Linked DNA regions of Mus musculus: regions 1, 2, 4, 5, 6 and 7 are each linked to region 3. The links are chromatin contacts, called in public HiCAR-type, HiChIP or PLAC-seq and promoter capture Hi-C maps. All regions are on one chromosome and are shown on one strand. Each heading gives the region's core, a stretch centred on a gene start, on an enhancer-like site or on the middle of the called end of the contact. The rest is flanking DNA. Distances are from core to core; before and after follow the strand shown. Region 1 holds the start of Amz1 (archaelysin family metallopeptidase 1). Region 2 holds the start of Ttyh3 (tweety family member 3). Region 3 holds the start of Ap5z1 (adaptor-related protein complex 5, zeta 1 subunit). Region 4 holds the start of Lfng (LFNG O-fucosylpeptide 3-beta-N-acetylglucosaminyltransferase). Region 5 holds the start of Chst12 (carbohydrate sulfotransferase 12). Region 6 overlaps Gna12 (guanine nucleotide binding protein, alpha 12). Region 7 holds the start of 2900089D17Rik (a long non-coding RNA gene).

Region 1 (3,162 bases), core at 41-2,540, 1.7 Mb before region 3:
CCACCGATCGAGCTTCCCCACCTTGGCTTTTGAGACAAGGTCTTTCTCATTCAACTCTGTTTTCACCGGGTTGGTTAGACTGACCATCAGTGAGCTCTGTTGGACTCTGTACTGGGATCACATGGGGACCAAGCTTACAGCACCCTAGCCTTTGGGGGGTGGAGGGGGACAAGCTAGACTCCATTCAATCCACATTACAATGTAGCATCATCAGCCTAGAGTCCCCAGAGTCAGTGACGTTCAGTGACTTTGCCTCCCACCTTGCCCCGGGCTTCCCACTGACCAACCTCATTCTGCAAATATTCCTCCCTGTGTAACCGTTCGTCTCTTTAGTTTATAAATCAGTGTCCATGTGTGTGCGTGCACCACGTGTATTTAGATCTTCTGGAGGAGCAGTGGACCCTCAGCCTCTCTCCTGTTTCTCCACACTATCTTTTGAGACAGGCTCTCAACTGAACCTGGAGCTCCCAGGCTAGGTTGGCTGGCTTGTAAGCCCCAGGGATTTCTCCGCCCCTGCTTCCCCGGCTCTGGAATTATAAGGGCGTACTCCTGCATCTGCCTTTTATGTAGGTGCTACGAGGTCTGGATTTGAGTCCTCATGCCTATGTGGAAATCACTTTACAGACAGAACCATAGATCTGTCATCTTTTATTGTCCAAAATGAGCCAGGAGAGAGGCCTGGGCAGAAGGGTGAGAAAAGACTTCTGATAGGAGCCAGGCAAGGAACAGTGCAGGATGCGTGGAGTCAGGGAGAGGAGATGAGCAGGGTGCTGAGCGAGTGGTCGTCTAAGGGGTACCCAGCATCCCCTCCTGGTCTCAAGTCTCAAAGAAGATGGATGGAGGGCCTTGATTCTCAGAAGACTGTTAGCTGACCTCCCTAGGACAGGGCCTTCTGAGGGGATTTGGGGAAACTGAGTCAGCCCCAGACCTCATCCTCCGTAAACCTACATTATAGACAACACTGTAGCCCCAGCCATCATCAGCACGGAGTGATTATGCCAGGAGGTTTGTTGAATGACTGAATGACCTAAGTCTGCTCCTGTGCCAGGCAGCCTAGAACCCCCTTCATGAGGTGTAAGCCTAGGCCACTCGTGGGACACTCCCCTGTTTGTGCCAGAGGCGGAGGACACAGAGACCTCCCATCTCGCCCCCTCTGTGGGACCCTCTTCCCCACACACATCAGTTCCTGTCAGAGCCAAGATGTGTCGCCATGGAAACTGCTTGGCAAAGGCTGGCAGGCAGAGGCGGCCAGCAGCCGCTCACACTACCCAGCTCCTGGCGGCACCCGTTGAAGTGACACGAGCGTGCCTGGCGGTGTGTGGCATGTGTGCGGTAAGTGAGGGCTTGGGTAGGCACATAAGTGTTTGTGTGATGTGTGTCAGAGGTGGTCTGGGAGTGTGTGCTCTTGTGTGTGCATACATGTGCATGTGTGTCAACAGGGTGAACTGTGGCCGTATGCATGCGCTCTGGGTGTGATGGCTGCTGGGTGCGCACAGTGATGGGAAATAGAGGACTGATGGGGATGTGTGCACTACAGGCTGGGTGTCACTAGGTGAAGGACCAGACCAAGGTGCCCTGCAGTTGCTGTCCCCACCCTCGAAGTGGACCTCCTAGCCAAAGACAGCCACGGCTCAGGTAATTATCCGTCAGAAGGAGTGCATGACTGGAGGGCTTCTGGGAGGCGGCAGCTACTGGGAGTCAGGCAGGTGAAGGGGAGAAGAGCAGTTATCTAGGTACAGCCTGGAGTCTGGGAGTGATGAAGAAAGACTGGAAAAGAGGAGAGACAGCCAGTAGGGATGAATAAGGTTGGCTTGCACTCAAATTTTAAAAGGCCATCTTCCTAGAATGGGGGTGCCAGAAAAGGCACCCACAGAGGTGGCACATGGGGTGAGAGGACAAACGGCTGGGACAGACAGAGCCAGGTGGCTAGGAAGCTTTGATGCTCCAGGGACAAGATGGGGCTTTCTCGTGAGACTAAGGGACACCTGAGGATCTTGCTGTGCAGGAGGACTGGGCTTGAACGGAGAGAGGTCAGGTGGAGCCAGCTGTGCTGGGCAGTCGGGAGAAAAAAATATATATATATATGGAGGTTGACCAGATGTTTCAAAGTGAGTGCAAGCCTGTGGGTAGGGTAGAGGAGTGTCTGGGAGGCATGCAACTTCTGCAGTGTGAGAGCATATAAAGAGAAGTTTGGGTCCCCAGGGTCTTGTCCCCAGGATCTGAGGACAGTACCATGCTCTCCATGTGCTACTTGTTCTCTATCCTTGTAGCCCCCCACCCCAGCTCTTTTATCTATGTGGGGGATGAAGATACTTTGGTGACCCCACCCTCCAGGTGCCTAGAGCCACCAGAAGCCCCAGGGTGGGCTGTTCCCTGGCTCCCAGGCCCATGCTCTCCTGAAGGGAATGCCTGTGCCTCATCCTGCCCCCCCCCTTAGGGTGCATGGACTGCCAAGGTGACAGAGACAGATGTCACTGGGCATGTGGTGGACACGAGGAACAAACCTCCATTTGGGGGTCTTGCTCAGATCCCCCTCTCAGGTGTCTTCCCACACTGGGGGCTACCTGGATGCCACTGCAGGGGTCTGTTGCTGCCAGGCTGCGCCTTGGTTCCTTACAAGCCTGTCCAGGACAACCCTGTCTTCTGGGGGTTCCTTCTCCCGCTAGCACCCACTCCTACTATACTCTGTGTCTCCCCTGGGTGACGCTTCCCACCTACAAAAGGATTTAAAAAGGCTTTCTCCATGACAGGGCACAGCTAAGACTCTGAAGCCCCTTGTCAGCCAGCACCTCCCCTCCCTGCCAGGAGGAGGTAAGATAAGGTGCAATGAATGAGGGGGCTGGTGCGTGGGACACCCCTCTTTCTGCAGCCTACTCTGGGCACCCTGAGATGACTTTGCCTTTTTAAGTTGTTGGTGTCTCAGTGCAAGGACTTTGGGGACATTTTCAGGCAGTTCTAAATCGAGGGGAACTGTGACAGGGACTGATGTCGCTGGGCATGTGGTGGCATGAGGATCATGTCTCAACCCCTCCTCTGTGCCTGCCTTCGATGGACGATTTCTAGCTAGGAAACAACAGGTGGGCTCTCTCCCCACCCCTAAGCACATAAAATGGAGGAGGGAGGGGAGGAGGGATGAGGCCAGACCTGGGCAGAGATAAGACA
Region 2 (3,377 bases), core at 878-3,377, 1.8 Mb before region 3:
GTATACACAACTACACATGGAGTTAGCAATACCTCACCAGGGAAGATGGGATGGAGCCTGTGAGAAACCATTATCCACCCGCCCATCCAGAATGGGGACTCCTGACTTTCTCCCCACAGGCGACCCTGCAAAACCATCAGTCCCAATTTCAAGATGAAGTGACGAAGCTCAGAGACCCTGAGCGGTTGCCTACAGCATCAGCTCAGAGGGCAGGGGCACCATGCACATCCATAGCCCTGGCTTCGGGAGCGGAGGCGGCGGGGGATGGAGCCAGGCTGGGTTCCACACCGTGAATTATTCAGTGGCTAATTCTGCTCCTGGGAGAGGAGGCAGGAGGGAGCGTGAGTCAGAGGCCTCCCACAGTGGAGCAGCAAAAGCAGGCAGGACCAGGCTCAACTGGGGCCACAGAGCTGCGGGCCCATAGATCTAAAGACCTACAGAGCCGGGCCTGAACCACTCACTACCTTCAGATTCCCAAGAGCTGCAGGGACTGAATCCTCACCCTTTCCCTGTCACTAGCAAGTTCCTCCTGCAGCAGAAGCAGGTGGCAGCCCACTGACCTCAGGAAATGCTACCTGGCTGCCCTGTGTGCCAGTGGACCATCAAAACTGACCATCAGGCAAACCCTAGGAAGGCAACTTTCCAAGAATAGCTCATAGAGTTCTTTCAAGAAAGAGCATAACAATACCATCACACAGTAAGAAAACCACACGTGTCCCTCCACCTCACCCGGGCCTGGTCTTCCCCACAAAATCCCCAGGTGAGGTCCTGGGTCCCGGGTGCATCTCCTTGCTGTCTTTCAGGACTCAGGTTTTGCTCTACCCCTCACACCTGTTCTAATCTGCTCAGGAACACCATCAGCTACTGGAGCTGGGGTCAGGTAGGCAGAGAGTGGGAGCAGGGACAGTCCTGTGTTCTCTCACCCTCAACTTCAGTAAGATGAGGATGGCGGCAGAGATATTTGGCACAGCCCCAGGAGTACTTGATTCCCAGGCTACTGTCTGTCCCAGGAGCCGCCGGAGAGAAACTGTGAGGTGCTTAGTGACCAAGTGGGCTGATCATTCTTTTTTTTCTGGAATCTGGAGCAGGAAGGAAAAGCCCACAGCCCTAGTCCCCCTGCTCTGCACTCAAATGACAGTGGTTCAGTAGTGGGGGTGGTGCTGGGACTTGGCAGGACGCCAGACTTAGGGCTTCGCAGGGAGAGGGCTGCCAAGTGCCCCATGGCCCCCAGCCCAGACGGAGGCCCACTCACCCCACTTCAGCCAGGCCTCATTTTCCACCCTGGGTAGAGAGACTGCTGGCACCCTGGTTTCCCACAACCACACGACACCCTGTGTACATCCCACAGCCTGACCGTGAAGCAAGGGGTCATTAGCAGCCACAGAAGGCTGGCGATGGCCCAGGCTCCTCACCCACCAACAGTCTGGCAAAGGGATTCCCTAGCTGGGGAAAGAGAACGAGGAATACCCTCCTGCCTGAACCCAGGGATCCAGCCTTGGCTAGCGGGGGCTCTGCTGGGGAGAAGCTGACTGCCCAAAGGATGAAGACGGGCCTACCAGGAACCCATAGGATCAGAAGAGGGTCTATCAGGGGAGGGAGGCAGCTCCGTCAATCCGGATCGGAGGCCCTGGTGACACAGAGGGGCTGAACACCTTCCAGGGGGTGTTCGACATTAATCCCTGGAAAGGTTATCAGTGAACGGGAGGCGACTCCTAGAATGAAAGGGGATGGGGAAGCTCCAGCTCCTTGGGAGGGGCCATGACCCGGGGCCCCTGACCCCGCACCCGGGGGCGCGCGTCACCTGCTGGTAGTCGGCGTCCTCGGGCCGGAATTGGCTGCTGGTGGCCTCCCACCGCAGGTCGAAGTGCGGCAGCCGGTGCAGGAGGCTCACCCACCAGGGCGCCGCGTAGCTGACCCCGGCCATGGCGGGCGGGCGGCCACGGGCGCTGCGCCGGGCTTCCCTCGCTGCCGGATGCACGGGGCTCAGGGACCCGCCGACCCCTGCTCAGCTGCCCTCATCGTGCCCGCTTCCAGGGGCCCTGGCCCGGCCCGGCTCGGCCCGGCTCGGCCCGGCTCGGCTGCGCTCGGCTCCGCTCGGCCGCCCGCGCCCGCCGCCTCTTTGTTCACCGCCGCTGCCGCCGCCCCCTCCGCGCACCCGCCCGCTCGCCTTCAGGCTCCACCCCCACACCGCCATAGGCCCACCGCCCTCAGGCCCCACCCCAACCGCCCTCCCGGACATTCGGCCCCGCCCCACACAATGCTATTGGTCGGCACCACGCAGACCCCGCCCATACCAGGGCAGTCTCTGCCTCCGGACTGCCATTGGCATTTCTCCCATAGGCCCTGCCCCCTGCGTTACCATTGGTCTTTTTGCCTACACCTCTCGGTTTAGGCAGGACCCTCAACCTCTTCAGCCATTTCTTCCCTGTAGACCACGAAGGCTGGAATCCAAAGCTCACGTGTAGCATCCTCTCCGACCCATGCCTTTGCTCTCTGGTTTGATCCGGTTTCCACGCAGCCCTCATAAGGACCTGCCAGGGAACCAGTGACCTGTCTCTAGGATGGACATGATCTGCATTCGGGAGCTGCAGCTGTGTGCTCTTGGGCGAATGACTTAGCCTCTCGGTATCAGTGTTGTAGTCTGAGAAAAGGCGTTGCGGAGATAAACCGAGTGTGAAGTGCTCAGAACAAAGCCTGGCGCATAAGCCATAAAGCCGCGTGTAAGGCGATAATGGGCAGATAGATTGAATACCCACCTGCTTTAATTTCAGTTATGGAACCAGGGCCTTACGCATGCAAGCCAGGCACTCTACCACCGACCTAAATCCCCAATCCCCTGTTTTACTTTTTCTGTCGCGGGATCTCTGTAAATTGCTCAGCCTAGCCTCAAACTTGGCAGTCCTCTTGCTTCAGCCTCCCAGGTACTGGGATAACAGGCCTGAACCGCCGCACCTCACTTGCTTGCATCATTCTAAAGATGCAAAAGGAAGATGTAAAGAAAGTTCCCTGTATCCCATCTTGGAAACTAGGCTACTGGTCAGGACACAGCCTATAGAAAGGTCATGGGGGCAGGGGGGCAGTTCTTGCTTCTCCCCGGGTGGAGCGAACATATCCACTTGGCTCTGTGCACTCACAACCCTGGGGCCTTATGTTCTTAGAAACTAGACACATGCAGCTTCTCCATCGGCTAGGTAGCCTCACTCCTCAGCTGGACAGTGGCTTCCTGACAGACCTGTCTTTCAGTTCATGCAACTGCCTGAGGCATCTCCTTCCTTGCACTCTGGCCCGAGGGCAGGGGCCCTTTACAGAGCTGTGGGTTTCAATGTTCTGGATGGCTGGAGGAAGCTACCTAGCTGGGAATCAGCCTGCAGCGATAG
Region 3 (3,189 bases), core at 311-2,810:
TTGGGGCAGTAGCTGAGAGTTTACATATTGAGACAGCCGCTGCAGGACAGAGTTGAGCTAATGGGGGATGCTTTGGGCACTTGACTGCAGGCCACACCCCCTAACCCTTCCCAAACAGTTCCACCAACTGGGGTCAAAACATTCAAGTATATGAGCCCATGGGAGCCATTCTCACTCAAGCCACCACCCCATGGCGGCTGCCTCAGAGCCCCTGGCATTCATCCTGACACTCAGCCAGGTGAGAAACAACCCACTTGTCCCTTTTTTCTGTGTACATGTTTTTGGGTGTGACTGCACCTGTGTGTGTATTTGTGTGGAGGCAGAGGACAACCTCAGCTGCTGTTCCTCAAGTGGGGTGTGTGTTCACATGCAGAGGCATAGGCATATGTACACTGGCCACAGGAGACGTGAGCAGATCAGAGGACAGCCTTCAGGTGCCCACCCTCATGGCTACTTACACCTTGTCTGAGACAGATTCTCTTTACCATCTCATAAGCCAGGGCGGCTTATCCTCCAGCCTCAGGAGAGTCTCCTGCCTCCTCCATCTCCTGTAGGTGTGCTGGGATTACAAATCCTTACACTACTGGGCTCAGGTTTTATGTAGCTTCTGAGGACCCAAACTCAGCCTGTCAGGCCTGTGTGTCAATCACTTTCAGGTTCTGAGTCTTCTTTCTTGCCCTACCTCTTCTCTGAGACAGAATCTCTCGTTGGCCTGGGACTTGCCAAGTAAGCTAGGGCCGGCCAGCAACCCTTAGGGATACTCCGATCTCCACTTCCTCAGTGCTGGGACTGCAAGTGTGGGTTTTATTTTTATATGGCCACCCAGGGATGGAACTCAGGTACTCATGTTCACTTTTACCAGCTGAGCCGTTTCTACTTCTGCCCGTTTCTCCCTGAAGCCTTGCTTATTACTAGGCCATGAGCACTAGGTATTGATTGGCAAGAGCCAGAAAGACACGGGTCCAAGTGTCTTTCCCACTGTGACAGCTCCTCAGTCTACTACCAGTTTCCTTTTTCTGTGTGTGCAATAGGCACCCATCTCCCAACCCAAATAGGTGAATAGTGCCAGGGCCTCATCTTAAAACCCAAGACTAGCAAGACATTGGGTATTTCTGCAGCAAAGAGCCTGACAGAATTTATAAAACGTGTCTGCCATACAGCTTTTGCTAAGGATGTTCTTTCTCTGCCACCAAGTCGCGCCCCCAGCCTCTCACTGGGGTAAATCTAGTCACCCTACTGCTAAACTATGTGCCTGCCTAGTCTCTCCAGGTCTAGAGTCTACCACTGGCAGTTCCGGGATCAAAGGAAACTGTTTCGGAGCCAGGAGTTCTGGGTTCCAAGGACCACGGTTCCATGACTCCCTGGCTGCTGACTGACGTGGAGAGAAGCCCAGGAGCTAGGCGGGAACTGGCTTCTGTACTGCAATATTTTGGCCAAGGCCTCCGCCCCGCCCCGCCCACCTGCCGCAGGACCGGAAGCTGGTCTGTCTTTTGCGCGGGGGAGTGGGAGGGATGGCCCTCCCACGTGGTGTGGCACCGGAAGCCGTCAGCTAGCGCTCCAGATTCTCCCACGTGATCCAGCCAGGACGCGGGAGGGTGGTGGCGGGGGTAAGAGGTGGGGCGAAAGAGGGCAGACACAGTCCGGTCACATGACACGTCATGTGACACGATCCCGGAAGTCCGCGGCAACGTTTCGGGCACTGGTGGGCTTGGAGCCGTGTCGGCATGTTCTCGGCGGGCGCGGAAAGTCTGCTGCACCAGGCCAGGTCTGCCGATCTGGGGCTGGGGCCACGGGGCGTGAGACGAAGCCGGGGAGGAGCGGGGAGGCGGTGGTCCCGCTGCACGGTTCGGGTCTCCGTGTGGCGCCGGGTCCGGGGCTCAGGGCGACCTGCGTGGAATGTGAGGCGCACAACTCAGCTAAGGGATCCTCCTCATCGTGTCTGGGTCCATGCTAGTGCTGACCCTGCACTGAGAGTCTAGGTTCTTTCCCAAATAGCCAGCCCAAGACTTGGTGGTACGTGATTCAGCGAAGGAAACGACTACCCGAAGCCCAGACCTGATGCATTTGGTAAACTGAAAATGCAAAGGGACAAATCTGGACTCTGAGCTGGGCCACTCGTGGGGAAAGTTTAGAATGGTTAAGATCTCTGGGATCTCCCAGAGCCTGAAAGAGTTAAAAGTCTGGAGTCTACGAACAAGACAGTACTCCGAAGACAGAGGGACTTAATAGGTAAATGACCTTGCCACCAAGCCTGACTCTCTCGATTCGACCCCCGGGGCTCGGGGAGGAAGAAGAAAATCAACTCCAGCAAGTTGTCTTTGGATCTCCACTCGAGCACCCCAACATGTACATAAATAAATGTAATAAATTAAAAAACAAAGACAGTTTTCTTAAGATCTATTAGGAAAATGGTTGGTGACCCAGCCACACAGTCTCCCCATGGGCCCACAGCCCTCCTTTGCCTTCAGTACTGGGTGGGTACTTTTCATTTTTAAGCAGTAACCTTTTCATGCCAACACAAAAATAACGCTATCCTGTCTCATAGCATCTGTGGTTTATCACTGCCCCAGTTGGGTACAACCCTGGGCCATTTGTATCTCCTTTTGCTCACCCAGCCTGTTCTCTAGGTGCCTCAATAAGACTCTGGGTGGAGGATGCAGGAAACAAAGCAGGCGAGGGTGGTAGGAAAGCTACTGGAGACCTTCCTCGGCCTGGGACATGTGGTACCTGCAGAGACAGTGCAGAACCAAGTTCAAGTACCTGACAGACAGGCTCAAAATGGGGGCAGTTTGCAAACCATCAGCCCTGTCAGGACACCATAGTGGGACTGTCAGCCATGATTTAGGAAGTTGGGGGCTCTCTTCCTCAGCGCCCACAGACAACTGATCCATTTATTTATTTATTTAGAGATGGCTGAGACAGAGTTTTACTGTGTGGCCCCTGAAACTCACTCTGTAGACCAAGCTGGCCTCAGACTCACAGAGATCCACCTGCCTCTGCCTCCCAAGTGCTGGGATTAAAGGCGTGCGCCACCACCACGCTGGGCAATTCCTTCATCATGGCCCTTTATTTTGTGGTGCTGGGAAGGAACCCAGCATGCATGTAGGCAGGCACCCCTTCCACCTCTTTTCCTTCCTTTTAAGCTTGGAATAGAAGCAAGGAAACACATTTCCACACTGAAGCCCGGCT
Region 4 (2,914 bases), core at 68-2,567, 1.9 Mb before region 3:
GTGTTGCTCAGGCCAAGTTGCACGTGTGGAGGTCAGAGGGCAACATATTGTTGGTTCTTTCTGACCATGTGGGTCCTGGGAAATAAACTCAAATCTGCCTAGGTGACAGTTGCGTTTGCCCACTGAACCATCTGGCCAGCCCCTGCAGTAAGTCTTTACCTGATCCAGCCTGATGCCTTCTTTTAACCTCCAAGAGAGGGACGGACATTAAGAAGAGTGTAGTAGAGAAATAATTAGAAATGATACTCCGGTCTAAAATATAAACGCTAGGGAGTCGGCGACAGAAGGAACAGCAGTTTATCCGTGGTGGCAGGGTGGGCTCAGACTTCCTTTGAAGGGGGACGCGGAAACTGAAGCCAACCAGACCCAGGGGCAGCCAGGCGGAGAGCCGCCCCCAGCTGCGCTCCCGGAAGATGCAGCAGGCTCGGGCTCGGACCCTGCTCCCACTCCAGGGGACCCTTGGCCATTTCCGGACCCGTAGCCTCTCACCCTACCATTAGGCGCACATTCCTGCCGCCCCCGCTCGTGCTAGGCGCAGGCAAGGCCCCCGCCCGTGGGAAGGGGGCCGTGTGCCGGGGAGGCGGGTCTGGGATGGCGCACAGCTGGGTCACATCTGGTAGGAGTGCGGAGGAACCAAATGGAACAGAAGGTAGCCTTTCATCCTTCGAGGAAAGAGGCTGCTTGAGTGTCTCCTCGCTACGGGGTGCCTGAGGTTTTTGGGGACCAACCCTCCCCATTTAGGAACATGATGCCAAGACAGGCCTGCCTGGGGGAGGAGGGAAGGATGGACCGACGGAGGGACGTAGAATTTTGTCACTGATACCCTTTTGCCTGAACTTCAGGTCCACTCCTAAGACATAAGTATCAGTAAGGGCAGCTCAAAATTAATCGCTCAGGACACACTGCAGGCTACCACTTTGGCTCAGTCAGCACCGTTCCCCAGGGAAGGAAACCCGCTCGGGGACAGGAAATGCACAGCGAGAAGCCAAGGATGTCGCCCGCGGAGGAGCACTGGCCCTATCACCCAGGTCCCAGCTTCGGGGGCGCGTCCTCCACGTGCAGCCGTGGCGGGCGTTGGTCAGGCTGGGTGTCTCCCAGAGCAGCTCCGGAGGGTGACTCGGCGCAGGCGGGACAGGCTCGTGCACAAAGGGGGCGGGTGCCGTGGGTACCCCAGCTGGGTGGTTCCCAGCCCCTTGTCCGTATCCCACGTGGGAAGGAGAGATCTCCCTAAAGGTTACGCCCCAAGGCTAGCAGCCAATTAGCGCGTGGAGGCGTGGCGGGCAGGGGAGGTTTAAGAGTTCCTGAAGCGAGAGGCGCGCAGCTGGACCGGGAGCCTCGGGCAGCCGGACCAGTTGGCACTGGGATAGATATTACGTGCGGCCGCCGGCCACCATGCTCCAGCGGTGCGGCCGGCGCCTGCTGCTGGCGCTGGTGGGCGCGCTGTTGGCTTGTCTCCTGGTGCTCACGGCCGACCCGCCACCGACTCCGATGCCCGCTGAGCGCGGACGGCGCGCGCTGCGTAGCCTGGCGGGCTCCTCTGGAGGAGCTCCGGCTTCAGGGTCCAGGGCGGCTGTGGATCCCGGAGTCCTCACCCGCGAGGTGCATAGCCTCTCCGAGTACTTCAGTCTACTCACCCGCGCGCGCAGAGACGCGGATCCACCGCCCGGGGTCGCTTCTCGCCAGGGCGACGGCCATCCGCGTCCCCCCGCCGAAGTTCTGTCCCCTCGCGACGTCTTCATCGCCGTCAAGACCACCAGAAAGTTTCACCGCGCGCGGCTCGATCTGCTGTTCGAGACCTGGATCTCGCGCCACAAGGAGATGGTGAGACCCAGCGCGGCCTGGGCAGGGGGATGAAGTGGGGATCACCCTCTGGTCCAACTGGTGACTGACGATAGCGGTTCCCGATGCGTTAATTGCTTTGGGTCTATCTGGGAAACGATGACACTGATAAATCCCATTACAGCCCCGTGTGGCTGCTGGGGTTCACTTTGCCTTACTACCCTGGAAGCTTCCTTCCGTGTTGCCCAGGGTCACCCCAGCCACATGCTCTGTGTCTGGATGAGTCGCCTCCAGCTTAGGGCTGGCTCTGTAACGCTTCTCCTAAACACTGGAGTGAATGGCCATATTTGTTCCTAAACTTTTTCGAGCAAATTGGCTCAGTTCCATCCTGGGTCCCCTTCACTCCCCTTCCTTCTTCCTGGGTGGAAGGTACGCCCCCTTGAAAGGGAGGGAGGAAAAGGCATAGCACACCCCTGGACCAGGCAAAGTGAAAGAAATGGGTGCTAGTTCTCCAGACTTGCTCAGAACCCTGACTTCAGTAGCTCAGCTCCCCCACCTCCTGTTAGACCAACTTCATACACATAATAAAAAGACACACCCCACTTTGAAAATCTCCCTGGAGGCTACAACAGGACCGTTGGGGCGGGAGAGCAGAGTGCACTGCGTGTGTGTGTGTGTGTGTGTGTGTGTGTGTGTGTGTGTGTGTGTGTGTGTGTAGGGGTGGGGGTAGATATTTGGTGTGAAGACTAAGACTCACTTTCCTTCCTGACCCAGCCCCAGTGAGACTTCGCTTTAGGACAGTGGAGGTTAAGAGGACAGGCTCCTATCTAGTCTTGGTCAAAGAGGGGCCCTGAGAACCCCACCGTAGCCTCCTGAGAATGAGGCGTCCCTTTCCCAGGGGCTCAGCAGGCCTTCGGGAGGGGGCAGCGGGGGGCCATGGGTTTTGTTTGGCTGTGGTGCCGTTAGGATTCCCAGCGCTAGGCTGCTCTCACGCCGGCCCCTTGGGCAAGGCAACAAAGCCCCTTTCTCCAGCCGAGAAAGGCGTCGGCCTCTTGTGTACAGCTATGCGCTCCATGGGAACCGTTGGCTGGCGTGCTGGCCACTCAGGTTGCCTGGTGATGAGGGGGCCTCTGTG
Region 5 (3,118 bases), core at 199-2,698, 2.0 Mb before region 3:
CTACCCCCCCTGAACCACACCTGAGCCCTCGAACTTACAGTTATAGATTGAATTGTGTTCTATCTTCCAGCCCCAAAAGGAAAGAGATGTTGGTGCTCTAGCTCCTAGTGCCTTAGAGATGACCTTATTTGGAGACTGAGCCAGGAGAATGGTAATGAAATGAGGTCATGGGATAGTCCTGATCTTGTCTGGCTGTGCCCTTATGAAAATGGAAATCTGGGCTGAAGTACGCAAAAGGGAGGTAAAGAGAAGGGCTGGAAGATGCTCCTGCAGGGCTCTCTGCAAGAACCAGCCTGCTTGCTACCTCAACTCCTGGCATCTGGCCTGCAGAACCCTAGGAAAAGAGCTGTCCATAGTTGAGGCTGGGTCTGTGTTACAGTTAGAGCAGCCTGAGCAGGTCACACGCACACATGGCAACCCAGGGGACTCAGCTGTAGGTTTTGAATCCTAGTTAGTAAGATGGGATCATCTGCCACCAGAATATAATAAATCTTCCTAGGTTCTGTCCTCTGCCATTCTGTGTCATACTGCTACAGAAAGAGGCTTCTAACCCTAGGCACTGGGAGAGCCCGTTGGCTCGGAACCAGTCCCCTGCTTTGGGAAGGCAGCTCAGTGCTGGGATGTTAAGTGTGCGTCACCACGCTAGCTTTCTTTTGCAGGTGCATGTGTGCACCTCATGTGTGATATGTGGGACTCAGAGGACAACCTCAGGCACCTTCCAACTTCTGTTTGAGACAGAGCTTCTCTTTTGTCTGAAACTTCACCATATAGAGAGGGCTAGGGAGCCAGCAAGCTCCAGACTCTCTCTCTGCCTCCCGGTCTTGCCATACAGGCAAGCACCACGGAGCCTGGCTCACGAGCATGGGCTGTTCACAGGTTCTGTGGATCTGACCACAGTTTCTCACCTTTGTGAGGCGAGCACCTCATTTACCCACTGAATCCTCTCCCCATACCTTGTTTGTTTGTTTGTTTGTTTGTTTTTGAGACAGGCTCTCATTAAGTACGGCTAACCTGGAACTTCCTATCCTACTGCCTCAGCCCCTCCCGTTCCTCCCTCCCCCCTGCCAAGTAGCTGCGGTGACAGCTTGCACCATGCCTGGCTCTCACTAAGAGCTTTACCTGCATGGTCTCTCTTAAGCCCCATAAACTCTGACAGGATTGTCAGCTTGCACAGCCCACGTTGCAAGTTCAAACTGCGAGACAGGCAACGCCCCTTGAGATCAGCCACGCCCCCACTCCGGATTGGTTGCTGCAAAAGGGGCGGGACGCTCAGGGATGGTGGGTGGGACCAATCTCTGGCCGTAAATAAGGTGCCACATGGCACTGGCTGGCGAGGGCAGGAACGGGGAGAAGTGCGCAAGCGCATCCAGAACGGGCGTAGTCCCGCTCGTTAGCTCTCGCGAGAGGATGGAGGGAGGTCTGCCTGGGGGCGGAGCCGCGCCTCGGGCGGGGCTGCTAGCGGGAGGAGGCGATTTCGGCTGCAGAATCAGCATCACCAGCAACAGCAGCAGCGGCGGTGACTGTGGCGGGCGCTAGGTGAGGAGCGCAGGCTCGAGCAGAGCGAGGGGTGCGTAGGAGTCCCGAGTCCTAGGGTGGGGCGATGGTCCATGGTTTGGCGATGCAGATTGGTACCTCCTTCTGCCTGGCTTAGGCAGCTCCCACGTGGTCCCGGGTTCGAATCCCAGTTCTGTCCAGCTGGCTGTGTAACCTTAGCCAAGCGTGCACCTTCTCTGAGCCATCTTCTTGTGCAGCCCTGCAGAATGCGTGGAGGAAGGTGTGGCCACTTGGCCGACCTCCTTTGCAGTAGTAGCGGCTGGCTCGGAGGTTGGGAAAACACCTTCCCAGTTTTGCCTCTGGCTGTTTGGGTGTCCAGGCGAGAAAGCAATTGTTCAGAGACTGTTGTGCTGCAGTGTCCCGGCCAGACCTTGCAGGAGGCTGTCTCCGAAGCCAGGTTTTGTACCGAGCAAGCACTGGCCCCACATCTCACCCCAGTCTACTGAGCATCCTCCTGCCCTGTGCATTGCTGCGGGTGCCCCCAGCAGCAGCCTCATGCCTGGTGGGCCACAGGAAGCCGCGCATTAGTGGCTAACAGTAGGACCTATCTTCTCTTTGGGCTTCTGGCCACGAAGACATCGCTGGCAGACCTTGGGTTCCTTCCGCACATCCGCCTAGCTGTCGCACAGAGAGCTGTAATGTTTGCACCCTTCTTAAATTATTTATTTTATAATCCCACGCTGCGCTGGGAGCCCCGGAATTGAGTGGGAATGTCACCCTCGGGGGAGAACGGGGCTGTGAGCCTTCCATTGCTGGGACAGCACCGTGTGGCTCCAGCCTAGGTAACATGAGTTAGGGCCCTGTTTCCGGGTGTGAAGGAGAGAAAAAAGATTGTTGGGAAACTGCTATGTGCTGGGTATGATACTGCAACTTCGCGAGTTGCCTAAGGTGGAGCGAGTTGCCTAAGGTGGAGCGTGGTGCCAGTTCTTGTGAGCTTAGGCAAGAAGATTGCTGTGAGTTTGAGGGCAGCCTGGGCCGCATAGTGAGGTTCAGGCCAGCCTGGGCTACAGGGTAAGACTCAGACTTAAAACAAAACAACACAAAAATTACAAAAGGGCCTGCCTGTACCTTCATGTTTAATTTCCTTGCTAGGATCTGGGGCTGAGCTTGCTTGTACCCGTATTGTCATGTCGCTTTCGTGGGTCTGCATCTTCAGTTTCCTGCTGTAAGGGCAAACCACCATATTGGGTGGAATGCTGGGAACCATGGGCCCTGGGTAGCTCAGGTCGTCCTGGTTCAGGGCCACTTGAGTGCCAAGTGTATGAAAGACGTTTGCGGTATGCAAAGAGAATGCCAGGAAAGGTGGCACGTACCTGTAATCCCCAAGAGGTGAAGGCAGGAGGGTCTACAGTTGAAGTCTAGCCTGGGCTACATAAAACCCTGTCTCAAAGAAACCAAACAAAAGAAACCCTTAGCATTGAAGACTGGAAGCAGCTAATTCAGGAGACGTTGAGTTGCTGTGCTCATGAGGGGTGGGGCCTGTGGGGGAAAGACTAGTTTCTGGAGGGGCGGGCAAGGAGTTGTGTGCATGTCCATGTGTGTATGCAGGTGCATTGGAGGTCAG
Region 6 (2,907 bases), core at 98-2,597, 1.7 Mb before region 3:
AGATGGTGGATCCTGTCTCCAGGCCACACCAGCAGCAAGGGCTGGGGCGAGAAGTAAAATCCTGACTGGGGCACAGTTTTGCCTCTGACACACATGGCCCAAGGGCTTCAGGTGCTGTCTGTAAAGACACTAAGTCCTGAGGAGAGGGGACAAGGAAAGACGGGCAATCTAGCTTCTAGAAGCCTCTGTATGATTCATGACACAGAATGAGGAGACTCTGGAGATGAGTCTCCTGCTGGACACAAACTGAGCCACTGAAGGGCCAGTGCCCATCCCTGTGTGCAGCACTCATGGCCCTGCCCTCTAGGCATGCTGGGTAACTGAATGCAGTGGCACTCACAGGGCCGGAGAGGAGACCGGCTTCTAGGTCACCAACAACCTAGAGAGAGGGAGCAACACGGAGTGTGATGAAAGGAGTGCGATGAAAACAGCACACGAAGCTTCCGTTAGAAATCAAAGGCTAGGCTGGCCAGATGGCCCAGTGGTAAGCACACTTGCTGCAAAGGCTGACAACCTGAGTTTGATACCTGAGTCCTATGTAGGCAGAAACTGAGAACTGACTCCACAAGGTTGTCTTCTAACTCTACATGTTTGTCATAGCATGCATGTTCCTATGTGCATGCACACACAAAATAAATGGAGGAAGGGAAAGGGGTAGGGGAAAGCAAGCTGAAGGCTGGAAAACAATTCCTCCATGAATCCCAAAGCGTGTAGCTCTCTAAATTCCACAAGAGCCTTACTCTGACAGGTGCCTTCACTTTGTACAGTCTCACAGAAGTGTAAAAAAGCAAGGTCATACACACGTGCAACAAGATGGCACTGAAACAAAAAATTTTCTTTTATCTGATGCGTGTATGTTGTACATGCATGCACATGCCTGCATGTCCCCTTTCTCTGTGTGTGTGTGGGGGCCCACAAAAGACAGTCTTGGGAGCCATTCTCTGACACTTGGCTCCTCAGTGGTCTAGAGATAATCAACTAGGCTAACTGGCAAGGCACCCCAGAGTTTCTCCTGTCTTTGCCTACAGATGCTGGGATTACAAACATGTGCCACCACATGGTTTCCTATGTGGGTTCTGGGGCTCAAACTCAGGTCTGCATGCTTGTGAGGCAAATACACTGCCACCCAGGCCATATCACAAGTGGGTCTTCAGGCCATGACAGGGCACCCATTATAGCTTGTGACTTTCTGACAAAAGGTTGAGAACAGGGGCCATCAGCCTCTAAGTGTGGTTTATTTTTTGTTGTTCTAGTTTTAAAACCTCTGAGATAGGTCTTATGATGCAGCCTAGGCTAGCCTCAACTCGTGATCCTCTTGCCTCAGCCTTCTCTGTGCTGAGACAGCAGATGTACACACAGAGCCCAGCTCTTGTTTGTCTGTTTCTCTGTCCCTTGTCCCAGATGGCCCAGAGGAAGAGGTGAACAGTCACTTCCTTCCTGCAGTGGAGGGAAGGTCACAGGGATGATTCAAAGGAGAGGATTCTGTTCTAGGGACAGCAGCACTCAAGTTTCCCTGTATCAGCCCCCACAATAAGCAGCAAGGCAGCCCTGGTGGTTGGCAGTCAAGCTCTGAGGTGGAAAGAGGCACCTAAGGCTCAGAAACGAGTTCTCACCTCTCTAGGCGACCTGTGCTCCTCACAGAGCTGTCCCACCTGGCTTGCAAGGACAGCGTTTCAAGAGACCAAGTGGGTCAAGCCCCTGTGCTGACTTTCCCCTCTCCTGGTCCCGTCTCCTCCCTCAACACAAAGGCAGGAAGCTGCTGGATCACAGTGGCTCCACCATGTCATCCCAGCAGGCTGGGCAGTGGTGACAGCTCACAGCCTAGGCCATTCCCTGTTAGTTCTACTCAGACAGTAGCATAAGCAGAAGGAAGGAAGAGTCCTTATATGGGGTTTTAGGTGCGTGAGAGAGTTGTGTGTGTGTGTGTGTGTGTTTGAGTGTGCATGAAGGCAAAGGCTGAACGACAGTCTTGGGTGTCATCCTCAGGAACACTGTCCCCTCCTCTGACCAGGGTGTCTCATGGTTGGCAGCAGTGTGTATGTTTTCAAGGCTGACGATTGTTAGACATTTCTGTTCGCTAGCTTAGGTGGTAGCATCAGCAGGAGGAAGGAGAGTCCCTACTCAGTGCAGTAGTGACTCAGAGTTGGTGAGACAGCACAGTGGTGTGCACAAGGGCTTTGGAGGCCTTCCTCAAGGGTGTTGGGTACCGAGGAACAGCTGAGAAAGGTCTTTTTCCTGGCAGCTAAAAGAACATGGCAATGTCAGTCACACACCTAGATGAGGGCACAGATGACACCTGGACTTGGACTGCTCCTACGTGCTATACTACCTGAGGAAAGGCATCTGTGGCTCTCAGTTGCTACAGTGTGGCTGTAGTTATCCAGCCATGGGAAGGAGTATTTAGAGGTAAGGAACTATGAGCTATAAAAGAGAATGTCATACTCCCAGTGCTCTCAGCCCCAGCAGTGCCTCGAGCCTCAGAGGTCCTGGTTACTGCATAAAGTCACACGTCTTTACCCCTTTAAAACACTTTAGAGACTCTTTTTTGTTGTTGTTTTTTTGAGACAGTGTCTCACCATATAGCTCTGGCTTCTTTAATTCACTATGTAGACCAGGCTGACTTTGAATTCAGAGATCTCTTTCCTCCTGAAAGCTGGATTAAAGGTGTGTGTCACAATGTCTGGCTTTCTTAACGTGTGTGTGTGTGTGTGTGTGTGTGTGTGTGTGCGCGTGCGAGAGAGAGAGAGAGAGAGAGAGAGAGAGAGAGAGAGAGAGAGAGAGAGATTGAGAGAGAGAACGATAAACAACCATCAGGAGTTGGCTCTAGGGCCTGAGTGGCACCTTTACCTACTGAGCCATTTTGTCAGTTCAATGTGTACTTTTCAAGGCTGATTATGCTAGACATTT
Region 7 (3,068 bases), core at 19-2,518, 1.8 Mb after region 3:
CCCACTCTCGAAAGTTATTTATTCTCTGGCTTCCAAATGCGTGCCCACTCATATAAACACACCCTCCCCCCAAATAATTGTAACAAACATTATTATTATTATTTTTAGAAAAAAAGCAAAAGCTAAAGGAGGCCAGGATCTTGTTGGGTCTCCGGCCGTGGCCGGGAGTCAGAACTTCTCTGGAAGTCCAAGATCCATTGTGGGGCGGGACTGAACGAGGACAACACCCCGCCAGCGGCAGCCGCTGAGGCGTCTTTAAGACGCCCTCGCCCAAACCCCGCCCACAGCCCCGCCCCGCCCCGCCCACGTGACCCCGATCTTGTGACCGGCGGGAGGGCGGGGAACCCTTGGCGCGCCCGCCCCGCCCGGCGCGCGCCTCACTGGGCCGAGCTGCCCGGGACACCGCCGTCGCCGCTACCGCCGCCATCCCCGCCGGGCCGAAGGAAGCGAGCCGGGCCGGAGCTGGCGGGCGCGCGGCCCCGGGGGCCGCGATGGACCACAAGCCCCTGTTGCAGGAGCGCCCGCCCGCCTACAACCTGGAGGCCGGCCAGGGCGACTACGCGTGCGGCCCGCACGGCTACGGGGCCATCCCCACCGCGCCCCCGCCGCCGCCCTACCCCTACCTCGTCACAGGTGGGCCCGCAGCTCTTCGGGGTCCCCGAACGGCCTCCGGGCCAAGCACCGCGCTGTCCCCGGCGCGGGCCTGCCGGGGGGGCAGCTGCTACCCGGAGCGCCCTGCCCGGCCAGGCCCTGCCCCGGTGGCCGTGAACTTAGTGTCGGAGGGTTCACACTTGGCTTCTAGAGCCCACCCGCAGGCGCGCTCAGCCCCGTTGGAGGCGGGGAGGACGGGGGCTAAGGGGGAGGGAGGGAGGAGAGGAGGAGGGCCGAGTCGCCCGGGGCTGATCAGCACTCCGCTCCCACAGGGATCCCCACCAGCCACCCCCGGGTCTATAACATCCACAGTCGAACGGTCACCCGGTATCCTGCCAACTCCATCGTCGTGGTCGGAGGCTGCCCGGTCTGCAGGTAAGTCTCTAGCCTGGGGGTGGGGGGTGGCGGCGGAGAACGCACGTGCCGGAATCTTGCAAAAGGCCAGCGGGGGTGGGATGGGGTGGGGTCACAGCCCGGCTCCTGTCTCAGAGGGAAGTCCCGCAGGGGAGGGACTGCAGTGGGAGAAGGTGGGGTCACTCACCCCTGGCTCTGAATTTACTTTATGCGGCAGAAGGATGGGTTCCCTTTTCTGTGGGGAGTTGAGTGCATTTGGGAGGCATGGCACCCGGAGTGCGTGGGACGCAGGAATGTTAACAATGGAGACTGATGGTCTTTCCTCCCTAGTACTGGAGATCCGCAGCGAATCAGGGTTTGTTTTGTTAGGTTTTTTTCCTCCAGTTTCCGCAAGTGTGTCCAGTACTAAGGAGATATTGGGACTTGAGTCCGCAGGCCAGTATGCCAAAGGACTTAGGAGATCCAAGTGGCCAGCAGAGAGCAAAGGCTGTGAGGGTGCAGAATGACGACCAGGGCTTAACAACTCCTGGCCACTAGCTGGCCCAGGAGGAAACCCCGTGCTTCTTTGTTCCGGGCTGGAGTGGTTTTGTTGTTGTGGCTGTTTTACCCTCAAACTGGAGCTGACAGAAACTTTGTGGGGACTTTATGGAAGGTGAGAGATGCAGCCAGGCTCATTCTAGGCAGGCTTTGAGGATTCGGCTTCCAAGTTGGACTTGGCCACTCACCCGGGGATGGGCCAGGTACAGCTCGTGCAGGGCAGGGTTTCAGCCTTTGTCTGGCAGGGGGAAGTTCCAAGTCTCTGAGATGGAATTAAGAAACCCTTGTTTGGACTTAGCTTTCGTTTCAAAAGTGTGTGTCAGAGGCGCAGAGTGGAGCCATAAGGAAGTTAATGATTTTGGAAACTTGCGAGTGGCCTCACAAGAGATGACTGAGGGTGGAAGACACTGGACCCTCGGTTGATCATGTGCTTGGGGGAAGAAGGCTGAAGGCCAGTTAGTTAGAGTCCTCCTTCAGGGACCCAAGTGACTTGGCTTTTGGAGCTGGTGCAGGGGAGAGGAGTGGGACTCAGCTGCTTCCTCTAGCTGTAGATGGGGTGGCTCTCTGATAGCTTGGTCTTGCTGGCCGCCTCTCTCTCTGCAAGCTTTCCACCTGAGGGCTTGAGGCACACCAAAGAGGGAGCATAGACTGGGAGGTGGTCCTAGCTTGTTGAGCCAAGGGGATTAGTATAGGGTCTCCTGTGCAGAGAGAGAGCCACTGGGAACAGAAGGGGGTTAGTTGTATGGAGGTGGGAGACTTCCTGTGTGGCCTTGAGGCTAGTCCCTGCATGGGAATTCTCAGAGCCCTGAGGATGGGACAAATATTAGCTGAACTCTCAGATTTAAGGAGAGGTCTCATAGGGGTAGGTGGCAAGCAGGCAGGAAGGTGGGGAGAGGCATAGCAGTGCAGGGGGCTCACTAGGATTTCATGTCTGCTTGTTCCAGCAACCAGATCCTGGCCCTACCACAGTCAGCTGGGTTTGTTTCTGTTTTTTTTCCTCTCCCCCAGTGGACAGGAGTGTTCCCATGAGGCTCTTCTTGGACCAGACCCCTGAACTTGGGGGTTGGGGTGTGGGGGGACGGACAGCAGGGCAGTATGGCTGCTATAGTCTGGGGCCAAGGCAGTCAAAATCCTAGACTGTGGAGTGTCCCACTGCAGTCTGGACTGCTGCTGGTGGAGAACACTTTCTCTGAGACTTTCCCTGGGAAGTGAGTTGTTTTGTAGGCTTGTGGCTTCTGCTCATGGGCTCTTCAGTCCTGTAGAATCTGGGACAAGGTCAGGCTGTGCCACTGCCCTCACAGGAAGGTCTTGGGCTCTTGTGTTGCAGCCTGTGGATGGAGGCGTCCAGTATTAAGGAACCTGGGTCCTCCGAGGACAGGTTTGAGGGTACCTGATCCTTGAAGTAGTGACCACTCTTCACCCCCCCCACCCCCCCAGGCTGTTATGCACACCTGGATCCCTGCAGGTGTGTTCACAGTGCCCTCTGCTGCTAGCCCCTGGCTTTTCAAGGCTGATCAGTACAAAAG

The links. Promoter capture Hi-C pulls out the DNA fragments that hold promoters and counts their contacts. HiCAR-type assays count read pairs that join an accessible place to other places. HiChIP or PLAC-seq counts read pairs in DNA pulled down with a chosen protein or histone mark.
Region 1: a contact with region 3 is called in an H3K4me3 HiChIP or PLAC-seq map of embryonic stem cells, with 6 read pairs. The contact joins the promoter of Amz1 here to the promoter of Ap5z1 in region 3. A contact is called at or near these places in 10 of 39 promoter capture datasets (the 3T3-L1 cell line, cranial neural crest, embryonic stem cells and 5 more), 4 of 115 datasets of contacts at active chromatin or transcription factors (the 230-238 cell line, embryonic stem cells, pro-B cells and 1 more) and 1 of 9 other capture datasets (liver).
Region 2: a promoter capture Hi-C map of pre-B cells shows a contact between it and region 3, with 8 times the contacts expected there. The contact joins the promoter of Ttyh3 here to the promoter of Ap5z1 in region 3. A contact is called at or near these places in 4 of 39 promoter capture datasets (the 3T3-L1 cell line, hippocampal neurons, liver and 1 more), 1 of 484 Hi-C or Micro-C datasets (embryonic stem cells), 6 of 115 datasets of contacts at active chromatin or transcription factors (astrocytes, embryonic forebrain, forebrain and 3 more) and 1 of 9 other capture datasets (embryonic stem cells).
Region 4: a contact with region 3 is called in a HiCAR-type map of astrocytes, with 3 times the contacts expected there. The contact joins the promoter of Lfng here to the promoter of Ap5z1 in region 3. A contact is called at or near these places in 2 of 39 promoter capture datasets (the 3T3-L1 cell line and pre-B cells), 5 of 115 datasets of contacts at active chromatin or transcription factors (astrocytes, bone marrow-derived dendritic cells, embryonic forebrain and 2 more) and 1 of 9 other capture datasets (liver).
Region 5: a contact with region 3 is called in a promoter capture Hi-C map of liver, with 5 times the contacts expected there. The contact joins the promoter of Chst12 here to the promoter of Ap5z1 in region 3. A contact is called at or near these places in 2 of 39 promoter capture datasets (liver and pre-B cells), 1 of 484 Hi-C or Micro-C datasets (B cells) and 2 of 115 datasets of contacts at active chromatin or transcription factors (astrocytes and large pre-B cells).
Region 6: a contact with region 3 is called in an H3K4me3 HiChIP or PLAC-seq map of pro-B cells, with 9 times the contacts expected there. The contact joins the enhancer-like site here to the promoter of Ap5z1 in region 3. A contact is called at or near these places in 2 of 484 Hi-C or Micro-C datasets (muscle stem cells and ventral hippocampal neurons), 6 of 115 datasets of contacts at active chromatin or transcription factors (the 230-238 cell line, astrocytes, embryonic stem cells and 3 more) and 1 of 9 other capture datasets (liver).
Region 7: an H3K27ac HiChIP or PLAC-seq map of bone marrow-derived dendritic cells shows a contact between it and region 3, with 8 times the contacts expected there. The contact joins the promoter of 2900089D17Rik here to the promoter of Ap5z1 in region 3. A contact is called at or near these places in 1 of 484 Hi-C or Micro-C datasets (CD8 T cells), 1 of 115 datasets of contacts at active chromatin or transcription factors (bone marrow-derived dendritic cells) and 2 of 9 other capture datasets (adipose tissue and liver).

The regions. Positions count from the first base shown.
Region 1 is chr5:140,722,837-140,725,998 of GRCm38.p6, forward strand. It overlaps Amz1 (archaelysin family metallopeptidase 1), which reads left to right and starts at 1,291. Exons shown (of 8, transcript NM_173405.2): 1 at 1,291-1,332; 2 at 1,538-1,635.
Region 2 is chr5:140,646,904-140,650,280 of GRCm38.p6, forward strand. It overlaps Ttyh3 (tweety family member 3), which reads right to left and starts at 2,128. Exons shown (of 14, transcript NM_175274.5): 1 at 1,802-2,128. The coding sequence starts at 1,924.
Region 3 is chr5:142,462,371-142,465,559 of GRCm38.p6, forward strand. Ap5z1 (adaptor-related protein complex 5, zeta 1 subunit) reads left to right here and starts at 1,561. Exons shown (of 17, transcript NM_172725.2): 1 at 1,561-1,765. The coding sequence starts at 1,725.
Region 4 is chr5:140,606,024-140,608,937 of GRCm38.p6, forward strand. Lfng (LFNG O-fucosylpeptide 3-beta-N-acetylglucosaminyltransferase) reads left to right here and starts at 1,318. Exons shown (of 8, transcript NM_008494.3): 1 at 1,318-1,821. The coding sequence starts at 1,393.
Region 5 is chr5:140,504,161-140,507,278 of GRCm38.p6, forward strand. Chst12 (carbohydrate sulfotransferase 12) reads left to right here and starts at 1,449. Exons shown (of 2, transcript NM_021528.3): 1 at 1,449-1,536. The region is part of intron 4 of Gm38728 (a long non-coding RNA gene); the gene reads right to left.
Region 6 is chr5:140,763,659-140,766,565 of GRCm38.p6, forward strand. All of the region lies in intron 2 of Gna12 (guanine nucleotide binding protein, alpha 12), which reads right to left. Among named protein-coding and RNA genes, the nearest start is that of Gm30745, 15 kb to the left of the region's middle. Within about 2 kb of position 1,348, at least 79 of the 459 cell types and tissues checked have an H3K27ac peak or open chromatin away from gene starts, as enhancers often do. A contact at or near this core is called in the 230-238 cell line, liver and pro-B cells, where this site is marked.
Region 7 is chr5:144,254,887-144,257,954 of GRCm38.p6, forward strand. 2900089D17Rik (a long non-coding RNA gene) reads right to left here and starts at 1,269. Exons shown (of 3, transcript XR_868683.3): 1 at 1,193-1,269. Bri3 (brain protein I3) reads left to right here and starts at 339. Exons shown (of 3, transcript NM_018772.4): 1 at 339-633; 2 at 924-1,026. The coding sequence starts at 492.